Regions from separate parts of the Hordeum vulgare genome. Here region 1 is linked to region 2. The links are chromatin contacts, called in public Hi-C maps. All regions are on one chromosome and are shown on one strand. Each heading gives the region's core, a stretch centred on a gene start, on an enhancer-like site or on the middle of the called end of the contact. The rest is flanking DNA. Distances are from core to core; before and after follow the strand shown.

Region 1 (7,201 bases), core at 373-2,872, 180 kb after region 2:
CGCAACAGAGACTAGATCCAAAACCATTTCCTCACCCTCTTCCCATCCATCCCGAAGTCCAACGCTCTCGGGCGACTCAGGGGTGACCCCTCTCCCACCGTCGGCATAGCCATCTCCTCTCCCTCCCTTCCTCGCCGCCGCATTAGGCTGGCGTCGGGCTAGCCCATGCCGCAGCCGTGGACCGTAGCGGCGGGGCCCTTGATACCCCGCCTTGAGCTGGAGAGCGATGAGATCTGGGGAGGCGGCCCTTTCGACGATGCTCCTCCGTGATGCGCTGAGCGACGGGGCTAGCGTGGTGCGAGTAGTCTGGTCAGACGACCGACGGATCGTCGATGGACCAGGGCCTGGCATGGCTGCTCTGGCGGCCGGCGGCGCCTGATCTGACCGTTGTCCTCCGGCCCTGATCGGTGTGCTTCCCTCCTGCGGGTTCCTCGCGGTGCCGGCGTGTCCTGTCGGGACCCGGGCCAATGGCCGCGGGTGAAGCCGGTGGAGGAGATCCAGATTGGGGGAAACCCCTTGGTCGGTCCCGGCCGGCCGCACATACGACGATGCTCAAGGGCGATTTTCTTCTTGGAGATGTTGGTCTTCCTCTGCTCCTCCACTTCCCCCCTACCTGCCTCTCGGGTGAAAACCTGAACTTCGGTGGGCGGTAGCAAAGTCTTTGACGTCATGACCTTCCTGAAGGAGTCACCTTGAGGGCTGAGTGATGGTGGGCACTGTGTGAATCCTTGACGGTTGCTGGTGGTGGGCACTGCTTCGGGGGAAACCCTAAGATCTGGCCTTTCAGATCGGACGTTGGCGGTACTGCGGTGTCGTTTCTCTATTGGGAGCATCTTTTATGGAGAAGCGCTCGATCACAGATGGAGGAGGTTGAACGGTTTCGTCTTGCACGAAGCTTTTGCGGAGCCGTCAAGTCATGCCTGGCCGACAGATGATACGCCGAGTCATGCCTGGTTGGCAGGTGTTACGCATGACATTTCTTCTAGAGTTCCGCCTCTGGACGAATGAGCGCATGGCATTGGCGCCGTGGTGGTGTCGACGAATGTCCGGACTAGCAAGGATGATGCGGATCTCTCTCCTGAAGATGAGTCAATGGTCCAATGATGATGGCTTCTAAAACATGTGCAATGGTGTGCGTTTTAGGTCTGCTGCATCAGTTGTTGGTCCCGATACGTTATGCGGATGGATTGGTGACGACACCGATTTTAAATATGAAAAGTGAAAGCATTCCACGTTATCGGGTTTATAGGTTTGAGTGGTGGTTTCACATGGATTGATGTATATTTTTGTTAAATCATTATGAAATAATTAATAAATATAGTTGATGCAGAGGCCGGGGGTTTAACCTCCTTTTCCAAAAAAAAATCCCGCACTTGTTTTGAACAACAAGCCCAAGTCTAGAGGTTGGGATATTTAGAGATCATAGCCATACTGCTACGATTATTATCTTTGTGACGATCCTATGAAATTACTTCACGTGTTAGTTCAATTGTGTTTAACATTCTTGCTTTGTTCTGCTATCAAACTCTCTTCGAAAAGCAACAAATGTACTGGTACGACTATCTTGGCCGAGAGGCCAATGACAGGGACACATCCATGCGTGTGTCGAGCAAACCACGCATGCATGCATGCATTTTGTTGTGATCGAGCTTGGGCGGGGACCCTGCGGCGGACGGCCGGCCTGCCGGCCGGTCCCGCGCGCCAACGAACGACGGACCGTCCGCCGTCTGTCCGTCCGGCCGATCAGACGTACGCCGGCGCCCGCGCGCGCACATGGAGTCACATGGACGCTATCTGCAACCACCTCAGCGTCGGCCGGTCGACCTCGACCATCGACCTCCATGTCCATCTCATGCATGGATGAAGATGGAAGATCGTGGCAACCTGCACATCTCACGCACATGTACGTGCATGACTACAAGTCCCCATTAATTATCGATCGACATCGACTGCCTGACTACTCAGCTGGTCTATTACACACGTACGACCCTCCTGCCGCCATCATTTGAGCGGCAAATCGCCGCGCGCTAATGATCTTCTAATCATATGATCACTTTTATAATCATATCATGGGCATCATGATTGCCCTCCAGAAGATTCCTCTGTGTAAAATGCACACCTGAATTATTGATCGTACATTCCAAACGCTAACCTTGCTATCCTGATATTTGCTTGTTTATATTCATTTATTAATAACAGTTTAAGTGTGCATCATTTGCAGCAGATCATGCATGTGGCAAGTGGCCCACGGAGCTACCTCAGTCTGGTCTGGTCCCTGCATATAGTTCAATCTCTCTCACGCGTACGTACATCGCAAATTGGGCATATTGGGCCTACCGAAATCAAGGTTTTTGGAATCTTTCTCCCTTCATCAGATGGAGTACCAACCTTTGGTCTCTGGTACCGGAAAAAACTACCAACTGCCACACAGAGTAGAGAGTACCTACCGGCTACCGGTCCGATCTCACCTGCAGCCTGCCGCTTCTTTAATTGCAGTATCATGCACTGACCGGTACCATCATTATGGAAACTGTTGCCTCTGATGTTTACATGTGAGACCATGAAGAGCATGTCAGAGGAACGCCACTGGTACTAATTATATAGCTAAAACCCATTGGCTGATTGGAGAAATACCAGATATATGTTGATGCCGTCGTTTTTCAATTGCCAAGTAGGATATACATAATGCATGGAAAGACAGGTACTCTCTCCGGCCGGAAATTACTTGTTGCATAAATAGATAAAAATAAATATATCTAGAACTAAAAATATCTAGATAAATCCATTCTTATGACAAGTATTTTCAAACGGAAATATATAATACTCCCTCTGTAAACTACTATAAAAGCATTTAGAATACTACTTTAGTAATCTAATTAAACACTCTTATATTAATTTACAGAGGGTGTAGTATGTATGCACACATGGATGAGCTAATACAGTGATACTGGACAAAATCAAAGTTGACTCATCACCAACCGAAGAAGGAGAAGGACAAGAACATGCACACATGCGTACACTTGCATATCTGTGGTACTATACACAGTAGATAAACCTCACAACTTGCAAGAAATTAATACATGGAGTCACTAGCTACCATTGCAAGTTGCAAGATTTTTCCTTTCCTAATACCCTCAGGTCCGATTAAGAAAATGATTTTGGTGGATATACACTGCAAGCTAGTCTGCATCCACCGGCCCACACGTACGCTGAACAGTTCTACCAGATCGACCGAAGCCAGCCCATGAGGTGCGGGTCCAAGCCATATGATGATGCATGTCGTTCCTCCCTAGATATTTCTTATGGTGATGCATGCGTGCATGCAATTTCTATATACCTCCATCAACGAAAGAGTTTTTACTTGTACATCGTACTCCCTTCGTTTTTAAATACTTTTTTATTTTTTTACTATAAACTACATATGAATGTATATAAATATATTTTATAATATAGATTTACTAATTTTATCGGGTCAATAATTTCTTAATGAACTCTCTCATTCCATTCTTTTAATTCACTATTCTCCTTAATTTTGAGCTCTCCTATTTGATTAAGGTATTTAATTTATTTGGTTCATATTTTGACGGTGTCAATGATTATTTTTAACAAATAACATCGACCAACTTATAGAAACATATCAATCTCACGCACCACCGCACCACATAGAAAAAAGAAGTGGAAACATGAAGCCATTGATGTAGAAAATTTCACCACATAGGTATGGATTGTTTAGCTGATAACCCAGAATCACACCGTGCAAAGCCCCATAACACCGCATTATAAATAAATGTAAAAAACACTCCCTCATCTTCCGAACTCGCCAAACCAAATACCCAATCGGTTCAAAAATATAAATCATATTTGTTTTTCAAAAGAGGAATTTCTTTAACTTGCACTAAATCCATTTCGTGATGAAGCCAATGACATTGATTTGACATTTTTTTACAAATTTGGTGAAACTTAGAGGTTTGCCTTTTCAAAAAAAACAAATGCACCTAATATTTTCAAATAGGGAGAGTAATTTTCTTATGAAAATTCAATAGCACCAACGGCGCAGCAAAGCGCGTCCAATTCTTCTAGTTTGTGCGTACCATGTTTAAAAAGTATCGGTTACGTATTAGTGCAGGATATGATTGATTTGTTCGACACGTTTCAACCGGTAATCATCCATGGAGATGATCAAATCAACCATGCACAGTCAGCGACTGGATCGAGGGGTACCTGCAGCCATTGCTCCTACGCCTCTACTGGTGGAGTTTATACTTTTCACCGTCTAAAACGGGTGAGAGAGAGAGAGAGAGAAAGAGGCAGATGGTTGGAAAGGCGTGTTTCTCCTGGTTGAAAAGGCGTTGGCCCGTCGGTACGTGGTCTCCGTCGTAAGCGTATGCGTCACTCACTCACTCACTCAAAAGCGCATGCATGCATATGTTGCGTGGTTTAGTCACCGGTGAATATTTGGAGACCCGTCGGTCAATGCATGTGCTTGATTACAGACACGGTCGGTTAGTTGGGGCCCGCACGACGGACGGCGACGCCCGACCAGCCACCGGCCGCAAACGCGCGGGTATACGACGTACGTACGTACCCTTGAACCGTGGAGGGGCATGCATGCATGGTGCATGTACTCGTACGTCCACGTAGATCACTAACCTCGGCCGGCCCTTGGCATGATGCATGTCGGATGCATGGCTCGGCGTCGGCGCACGTGATTAGTAAGCCTATACGTACGCGCGGCTGGTCCGGGAACGGCGCGCGGTCGGCCGCCGACGAAGGTACGTACTTCTCCGGCTGCCGGCCGCCGGCCCACGTCAATCGACGTGCGTATGTGCATGCGTAGGATCCACAGTTCACGCATGCATGTTGCTCATTTTTTTAGCTACATTTTCTACGGTCAAATGCAACTTCAGTGCGTTCTTTTGTGGTGAGTAGTTCCGACCAAGCCAAGTAGAATTGAACCAGCACGGTCCACGGCCGTACCACAAGCCAATATTCCTAGGCATGATAGCTTGCATGACAATCTAAAATTGTCCACATTATATTCCCCCTGGATAACAAGGCCAACTTGAGCAGGTGCGTAGTCTCATAGTGCTTGGTCAGTTTTGACTTGCCTGTGTTGAACCTTGCACACCAAGTATCATCCGTTCTACCGAATACCTACATAATGACTTTGACATACATGCTATATGTAAGTTGGAGTATCATTTCAGCTAGAGAGGGCAAAGTGTGACAGGACTCCGTAACTTCATTCTAGTATAAATGGCTGATGAGTACTGTCTGAGCCAACACTAAGATTGAACATGCATACATGTAGTCTCTTTTGTAATTAACTCCATATTTTATTGTATGGCTGGTCACTGTGTAAAGTATCATACACATTGCATAGTATCATCATAAAGATATCATTTATTAGCATACATGATATGTACTAGTACATCATTTAGTATGATATACTATAATATTATGATACTCAGCTTAATGTGTCATCTCAGCAAAAACGCCTAGTTTATATGGGTGAAGTCAGAGCTGCGGTGTTGCAAGGCGACACGGCGGCAAATATGTCGGACCATGGGCAGTTTGGAGCCTGTCGGAACCAGAAGAGCTACTTTTGTGATCGATTGTTTCGTCTGGCCAATAGGGTCCTCGTGCCTTGTTCATGACGGATCATCCATGCCAAAATTCAAGTACCTTACTCAAGGAGACGCCATGAGTGATGACGATGGCATTGCAGGCAACATCAATGGTGTCCTCTCTTCAATGGTGGGTGGGGGTCTTGTGGGGGTTAGGTCGGTCGTGGCGCCCTTCTTTCTAGGCATGGTGCAACTGTTTTTGTTCGGGTTTTTTGCAAACTAAGTAGCTAATCTCTTCTGCTTTTTGACCTATGGTACTCTTGTTCACCACTCTAATATTATTATTGTCGAGTAGTAACAAGAAGTTGTCGTTTTGTCAATTGCTTTAATTATTACTATTTTCTTTTTACCAGCCATGCATGAGCCACACTTCCCTTGACACGATGTTTGGTCATGTGAATAGGCCTCGGCATAAAACTGTCCAACTAAAAACTAAATGGAAACCGAAACCGAAAAGGCCGAACTTTCGGTTTTTTAGTTTGTACAGAAAAATTCGGTTAGCTGGGCTACTAACCGAACCAAATTCGGTTGGTAAGTATACTTTTATTTACTTAAAAAGCTGGTTTTAGAGAAGTGATGTCAATTGCATGTCCAAGTTTCAATATGCCTTCTAGAAGAACATGCATTGTGGATTTTGTGAATCTTTATTTTGAAGAGAGAGCAAAGCTAAAACCATTTTTCAAACAACCATGTCAAAGAGTGTGTCTCACTACTCATGGTTGGACTTCTCAAACACAAGATTATTATATGACTATCACAACACATTTATATTGATCATAAATGGAATTTTTACAAGATCATTAGTTTTTTCCTAGTAAAAGGTCATAAAGGAGATGATATTGGAAAAGCCTTAGAGCAATTCTTGATGGAGTGGAGAATAAATAAAGTTATGACAATAAATGTTGATAATGCTAGCGCGAATGATGGTGGTGTAGGTTACACACGAAAGAAAATGATCAAAACTGGAGTTAGCAGAAGTGGACGCATCCTAAATGAGCTTAGAACCTCCCTTACGCCATTCATGGTTTAGGCTCTTGTTTCTACACAAGATTGGCTAAGGAGGCCTATTACTGTCGACATTGAAGATGCGGAGGAATTGTTAATCTTGGAAAAGGGTAACATATTGTGATTGTTTTCTATACCATTTCTGTGTTTGTAACTTCCTATGCTTATTACATGTTTATTTCGTTATTTTCCAGAACTAAATGAAGAGTTTGGCAGTACAAATTCATCCAAGTCGAAGGCAAGCAATAGCAAGTCTGCAGGCCATCTGAAACTAGGCCATCTTGTCTGCCTTCATCCTCTACTTAAACGTTGGTGGGTTGCAAGAAATTATCCTCCTCTTCTTCATGTTTCTAGCTCTCATTTTCTTCTAAAGTATACCAACTTTGGTATATTGAAATGTTGATGTAATGCAATTGTTGTAGCACACGATTGACATCACCATAATGCTATTGTAATAGTCATCTCTTTCACACATGTTGCATTTGTCCCTTCATACAATGTTTCATGGTGTATAATTAAGAAGATGAAAAATAGAGCCATGTGGTTTCCTCATATATTTTTATGTCATG
Region 2 (6,621 bases), core at 2,510-5,009:
AGAACATGGGGGTCAGATCCAATGTGATGGATGTGTCCGTGTGCACTTTGGCTTTCCAATTTTTCATATCCGCTCCAGATTTGAGCTGAATATGAGGAATGATTGTTGGTTCAGACGTTTGGGCTGATTTACCGAGCTAGGGTGAGACGGGTTTTTTCAATCAGGGACCGGTCCGTCTAATTACGCGAGGTTTGGGACGTCCGGTTGTAGATGCTCTAAAACCTAGAAATGACAGTAGAATATTTATGTTTTTATCACAAGGCGAAGCTGTTTACATTGTGTGGAGCATTACATAAATTGGGCACTGACCAACATTCAACTGAATTGACTGCACCACCTTTTCAGCTACAAATTCACCCCGGGCCCGGACGGTGGTCTCCAATCATCAATTCGCCTCAAACCCAAGTTGATGAATCAATGCCTCCCAAAATTATGGAGAAGGAGACAGACACCACCAAACAAGCACAAGGACGAGCAGCCCCACAGATTGTGTGTTTTGTGGGGGAAAAGCAAGCAAAGGCAAAGGCAAAAGGCCGGCGTTTTAATGTGGCACCAGACATTGCTGTGGAAATAATGCGGCAGCATGCAGGAACAGGAACAGCAAGCCAACAGAAATCCCACAAGCCGACACAAAGCACCCAGGTTAATTCAATAATGCTATATATACATAGATTTACAGGGGGTTTTAAAGACAGACGGCTTTTGATAGAAGATTACGAAGGATGAGGATCCCACCCCCTTGAAAACCAGGGGAAAAAGGTTAATTAGAAAATAAAGAATCCCAAATTATAACTTTTTATACGTTAAGCATTTTTAAGATTAATTTGATCCATTCAATCTCTTCCTAAAGAAAATAACAGTTCAGTAAAAATTATCTAAGAAATTTACTGGGCCCAATTCAGTAAAAAAAAGGAAATGATAAATGTCAAACATTCGAGAATTGCCCATGACAAATTAAACGTTGTTTTCTATGACAATGTTAATGGCAAAATTTATAGACAAGCACGATAATTCTTTTGACAGAAAACAAACAAAGAGCAGAATTGTCATGGTTAGCAAGTAAACATGTGATCCCTGCATATATAAATTGCCAAAAAAAACCGTTCGGTTTGCCACCGGCAAAATCCTAAGCGTTCGGGACTTGTCGGCATCCAAGAGAAATGAAGGAGATGGACACTTGGTGGGAAGAGCAGAGCAATGGACACATTGGAAGATGATGAAGATGGTCAAGCTTTATTATTACTACTACTGCTACTATATCACAGTGATCATGAGGAGTGTATATACACAGCAGAGAAAAGGAATTGAGTCCCCAACAGCACCTCAGTTGCTCCAGCACAACTGGGTGGTTCAATTCCTCTCTCTTGTCTTCTCTCTAGAAAAACAGGATCCAGCTGAGCTCTCAGCACCCTGTACAGCCACAGTGCCAAAGCTTCAAGCTCTCTCCCTACCTCTCTAAATTCCCCCTAGTATTTACTATACTACCCTGATGATTCTACCATGCACTAGTAAATACTTAGTGAGAATGTAAAAAAGGAAGCAACCAAAAAACCAAGTGATTAAGAGAGTGGTGATGAGTAACCGCCGCTAACTGTTTCCTCTTCCGGGGACCTCTCTCTGTGGCTCCCTCTGGAAAAGCTTTTTTTCCCTCCAAATTTTCCTTGCCCTGCTTCCTCTGCTTCTCATCCGAGAAGATGGGAGGGATGGAGGGCGAGAGGAGCAATGGCGTTGTTGAGGCGTAGTCAAAGAACCAAGGAATCGATTAGTGCTGGGCGTCGAGGTCGGCGTCGCCGATGAATGTGCCGTGGAAGCCATAGGGGACCCGGGACGGCAGCTGCACGGTGGCCTCGAGCCGCATGTCGGCGGCGTTGACGACCAGGAGCTCGGATGTGCCGGCGTCCTCGTCGCGCACGAAGGAGAGCACGTAGCCGTCGTCCTCGGCGCCGGGGCGCGCGTGCTCGCCGTCCATGGGCACGAAGCACGGCTCGCCGCCGAACCGGCCCTCGCCGTACTCGAACTTGGTCAGCTCGCCGGTCACCAGGTCCACCTTGGCGAACCCGGACACCTTGGGCCACGGCTCGGCCACGGCCAGGTAGGCGTACCTCGTCTTCCGGCCCAGCATGTTGCGGTTCACCATGCCGACCTCGAGGTTCACCTGGCTCTCCAGCGGCAGGATGGCCCGCCGCGTGGACTCGCCGGTGCGCGTGTTGAGCCGGATCTCGGTGAGCACGCTCTCGAGGTGGTCGTCCGTGTCGTTGAAGATGGAGTCTGCGGGGGTCATGCAGGAGCCGATCACCACCACCTCGTCCGTCTCCGGCTCCTCCCACGAGTTCCAGAGGTGGAAACAGAAGCAGTCCGGCACGTCCACCCACATCATCTCCGACGAGTCCTTGGCGTACTTTGGGAGGACGCCGAAGCGGGAGGTCTTCTCCTTGTCGAGCATCACCGGCGAGCCGCCGCGGAACATCTCGGCGAGCTTGAACACCATCTGGTGGTCGGGCACGACGACGAAGTTCTCGGTGATGGCGAAGTCGTGGATCATGGTGGGCTGGTCGAGCTCGATCTCGACGTCGGCGGACTTGGTGCCGTCGGCGTGGAAGTAGAAGTACTTGAGGTACGGCTTCTTGATGACATCGTAGCTGAGCGCGAAGAGCTCGCCGGAGACAGGGTCGAGCTTGGGGTGCGCGATCATGGCGCAGTCGAGCTGGCCGTCGAAGTCGTAGCGGCCGACGGTCTCGAGGTCGCCACCGGCGGTGACGCGGACCTGGTACGGGAGGTCGTCCTCGGACATGGCGAGGAGGCGGCCGTTGAAGTAGACGAGGCCGGCGTTGGCAACACCAGTGCCGTGGGACGGGTCGACGAGGCCGCAGGCGCCGCGCGCGTAGAAGAGGGCCAGCCTCGCGATGCCAGAGTGGCCGTGGAGCTCGCCGATGGTCTTAGGGAAGACGGGCCTCCCCGCGGCGCGCTCCTGGGAGAGGCGGGCGGTCTCGGTGAAGCGGCAGGCGTAGGACTCGGCGGCGCCGTTTCGGATGCGGATGGCGTGGACCATGCCGTCGCCGTCGAAGAGGTGGTGGCCGGCCGTGGGCTCGAAGCAGGGGTTGGCGCCGTTGCGGGCGTAGACGCCGTTGATGAAGGGCGGGATGCGGCCGGAGACCGTGAGGGCGCGCACGGGGGGCTGCTCGCCGACGGGGGCGAAGTTGCCGGCGATCTGCACGGCCGGGTCGGCCGTGCGCGGCAGCGCGTGGGGCCGCTCCAGGACATTGTTGATGAACCCCTCCTCGAACGCGTCGAGCGCCGCGGCCGCCGCGCGCTGGAAGAAGTTGAGGCTCTGCTCGCCCTCGCCGCCGCTGCTCCCCTGCTTCTGCGGCGAGGCAATGGCAGGCGGCGACGACTGCTCGTACCCGGGCACCTTCCTCGTGGACGGCGACGAGACGTACGCCGGCGAGCGGGCCGTGCTGGTGGACGTGGCGGCAGCCGCGGCGGCCGCGCGGGGAGCGAACCGGACGGAGCCGGGGCCGCGTCGGCGCCCATGGTGGCGCTGTATCGAAGAGGAGGAGGCGAGGGGCTGCGCCGACAGAGTCTGCATCGCTGATCCTCGCGAGAAGTAAAAGAAGAAGAAGAAGAAGAAGAAGAAGAAGAGAGCTGGTCCGATCGATTCGAGTTCTCTCCGGCGAGCGAGCGCGGACGATCGGCGATCTTGGTGTGGGGGGCGAAGGGAAGGGAGAGCAGAGGAAGTGGGTGATGGGAGTGAGGGAGATGGGATGGTGAGGGTGGGGGAAGGCGGGAGGGATATTTATAGAGTTTGGGAGGGGGGGAGAAGGGACAGGGGGAGGAGGTGAGGTGAGGTGAGTCGTCGCGCCGGAGTGGCAGGAGACCACGTGGTTCACTCCCCACACCCCCACTCCCGACGAGACGACGACCACTTTTCTCTTCTTTTCTCTTCTCCTTTCCTTTTTCCTCCTCCTCTCCTGCTCGTTTTCGCTTCTCCTTTTCGCCTGCCCGTTGTTCGCGTGGGGGCAGTTTGGGGATTTTCACCCTACGCGTTTACTTGTGCCTCGTGTTGATGCGAGGGCAAACGAGTGCTCTCAACCAATAGCATGCTGACACCTCGAAAGGTATTAGTGCTATAATCTTTTTTTTTTATCGAGGTACTCCTTCCTTCGCCGTTTAGAAGGTGTATTTGAAAATTTTCTGAAACCTAAATAGTTATTGATTGGCTGTGGGATAAACTTAAAAATAGCATTCACATTATGCATACGGATAAAAATAATATTCCCACCGTTCCTAAATATAAGTCTTTGTACAGATTTCACTAGTGGACTACATATGGATGTATATAGACATACTTTAGAATGTACATTCAATCATTTTGCTTCGTATGTAGACACCTATTGAAATCGCTTAAAAGACTTATATTTAGAAACGGAGGGAGTACAACATTGTACTAGTAATTAACTATTATGAGTAATGCAATGCGTCCTGAACGTTGTTTATTATCAAAACACAAGTAATTTTAATTTTGCTTTCTAAACCGTGACGGAGAGAGTATTAGTGCTATACTACATCACAAACAACGTATTCTCTTTGATTAGATTTGTATCTGCATTTTATGTAGCTCGGTATTCGACATGGACCTCACGCAAGGCGCTCAAAACAATAATATTTGCAAAACTAATTAACCAATGTTCCTTCTCATAGAATTAGAAAAATCAATAATGTTTTCAATTGTAAGTATTTTTGTTTCAAACGGATTCAGATATATTGATGCAAATTTTAATAGTTTTAGTCGTATTTAATTAATTGAGTAGACATTCACACCATTTCTCACAGTCACGAAAAATGAAGTTTCAAAACCAACTAAATATGTAACTCATGGAAAATCAAATTTCTTTATGACAAACTATGTTGTCCTGCAAATGAAAATTTTCTTTACCAAGCATGGCAAATCCTAGCAAAAAACAAAACTAAACGTCGCAAGGATTTGACATGCTTGATAAAAGAAACACCAACATAATTTGCCATGAAAACGTTCGATTTGCAATAATTACAAAGCTGGTGCTAGGTTTTTTAAACATTTACGTATGTATATTGGTACACAATTTTATTATTTTCTACACATTTTTCTTTATGTTTCAGAAATAGTATACATATATTATACGCAGATTGGAAATATATTTGAAAAAAATATTGAATAATTTACTAGAAATAATATTTGATACTTTGAACATTTCATATAACCTTAACATGACTCACAAAAATTATTTTTTCAAATAAGTTAGTGTTGTTCTAAAAAAGAACTTTTTTCCTTTGGATAGGTTAAATATTTTTGTCATCAAAAACTATGTTTATTACGAAAATCAATTGTAACAATCACTTTTAATTTTTTAATTTTTAGAAATAACTCATTAATTTCAGTTAATCCAATCAAATATAAATAAATTTAGGAGGCATTTCACTCTATTTTCATTCTTTTACTATTTTTTCTATCAATTCAAAAACATCTTGCTACCAAAATTTCATTGTTTCAACATAATTTACAGATATAATTGAAATGTTCCCACACCCATTCCAAATACTTATGTCATATTCACTAACTTTAAAAATATTAAGAACTCCTTTTCAAAATTAATAATCTATAGTTCCTTGTTTTCTAATCTATACTTTAGTATTTATTCTGTCAATTTCAAAATATTATAGTTATGGGCACACATTTTTTACTGTTAGAAAATAGTTTAGAAAGATACCTCATAATTTTCACACACATTTCAATTATTTCAGTTATATTTTAAGAATATGCCACTAACATTTCTCATAAATTTCAATTATTTTGGGTCATGTTTCACCAATAACACCCATATTTAGAAAACATTAGCAACTTGTTTATTTCATCTATGAAAAATTGAAAAACATTATGATTATTGTAGTCCTCTTTTATTCTTTGTGATTTAAATTACACAGATATAATTTTATATTTATCATCTGGGGTCCCACATGTCGATACCAAAGGTATATGGTATATGCGTTCTTAGACACATTTTTATTTTATAAATGCTAAAAAGTGGTCTAGACCCAAGTCGATTGTACTTCACTATGGAACGGCTTCGCTAGAAAATTCAGGTTCTTGGTATGCACAGTTCAAACTTAAAAGTTGATGCCCCTCTATGAGATCGGTTAAATATTTTCAAAGTGAATATGGTCTATGGCTGGTTCATTTGTAAATTGTCGTGAGATAGATATTTTCATTCTGTTGCACTTGCATGGATTTTGATATCTAGTAACATGGTCCTCGACAATTTCTCAGTTACACGAGTAACTGAAAACCCATTTTAAGTGAAACATTGCATCACTAAATGCTTGAATAATAATTTTGATTTACCCTAGAACTAAGCGGTGCTCAAAGTTTCTTGTAGTATTAATTTTGTATCCGTATTCTTTTGCTTCGAAATTGTTTGGAATTAGAATTTTTCCTTCGTGTCGAAACAACACATGTATTTCACTCGGATTTTGACCTATATAGAGGTTTTCACTTTAGAAGGGGAGATGGAGGCAAATAGAACATTAAAAAAACTAACAAAGAATGGTTCCCCAAGATAAATGGCTCTCAATTTTTCATATGAGCTT

Evidence for each region. Hi-C and Micro-C count contacts between places; a contact is called where the count stands out from the background.
Region 1: a Hi-C map of leaf shows a contact between it and region 2, with 2.2 times the contacts expected there. The contact joins the enhancer-like site here to the promoter of LOC123395880 in region 2. A contact is called at or near these places in 4 of 6 Hi-C or Micro-C datasets (leaf and seedling).

The regions. Positions count from the first base shown.
Region 1 is chr5H:15,967,114-15,974,314 of MorexV3_pseudomolecules_assembly, forward strand. No RefSeq gene overlaps it. Among protein-coding and RNA genes, the nearest start is that of LOC123395880, 180 kb to the left of the region's middle. Within about 2 kb of position 1,623, at least 3 of the 3 cell types and tissues checked have open chromatin away from gene starts, as enhancers often do. A contact at or near this core is called in leaf and seedling, where this site is marked.
Region 2 is chr5H:15,782,041-15,788,661 of MorexV3_pseudomolecules_assembly, forward strand. LOC123395880 (9-cis-epoxycarotenoid dioxygenase NCED5, chloroplastic-like) reads right to left here and starts at 3,760. Exons shown (of 1, transcript XM_045090912.1): 1 at 1,215-3,760. The coding sequence starts at 3,586. The coding sequence ends at 1,763.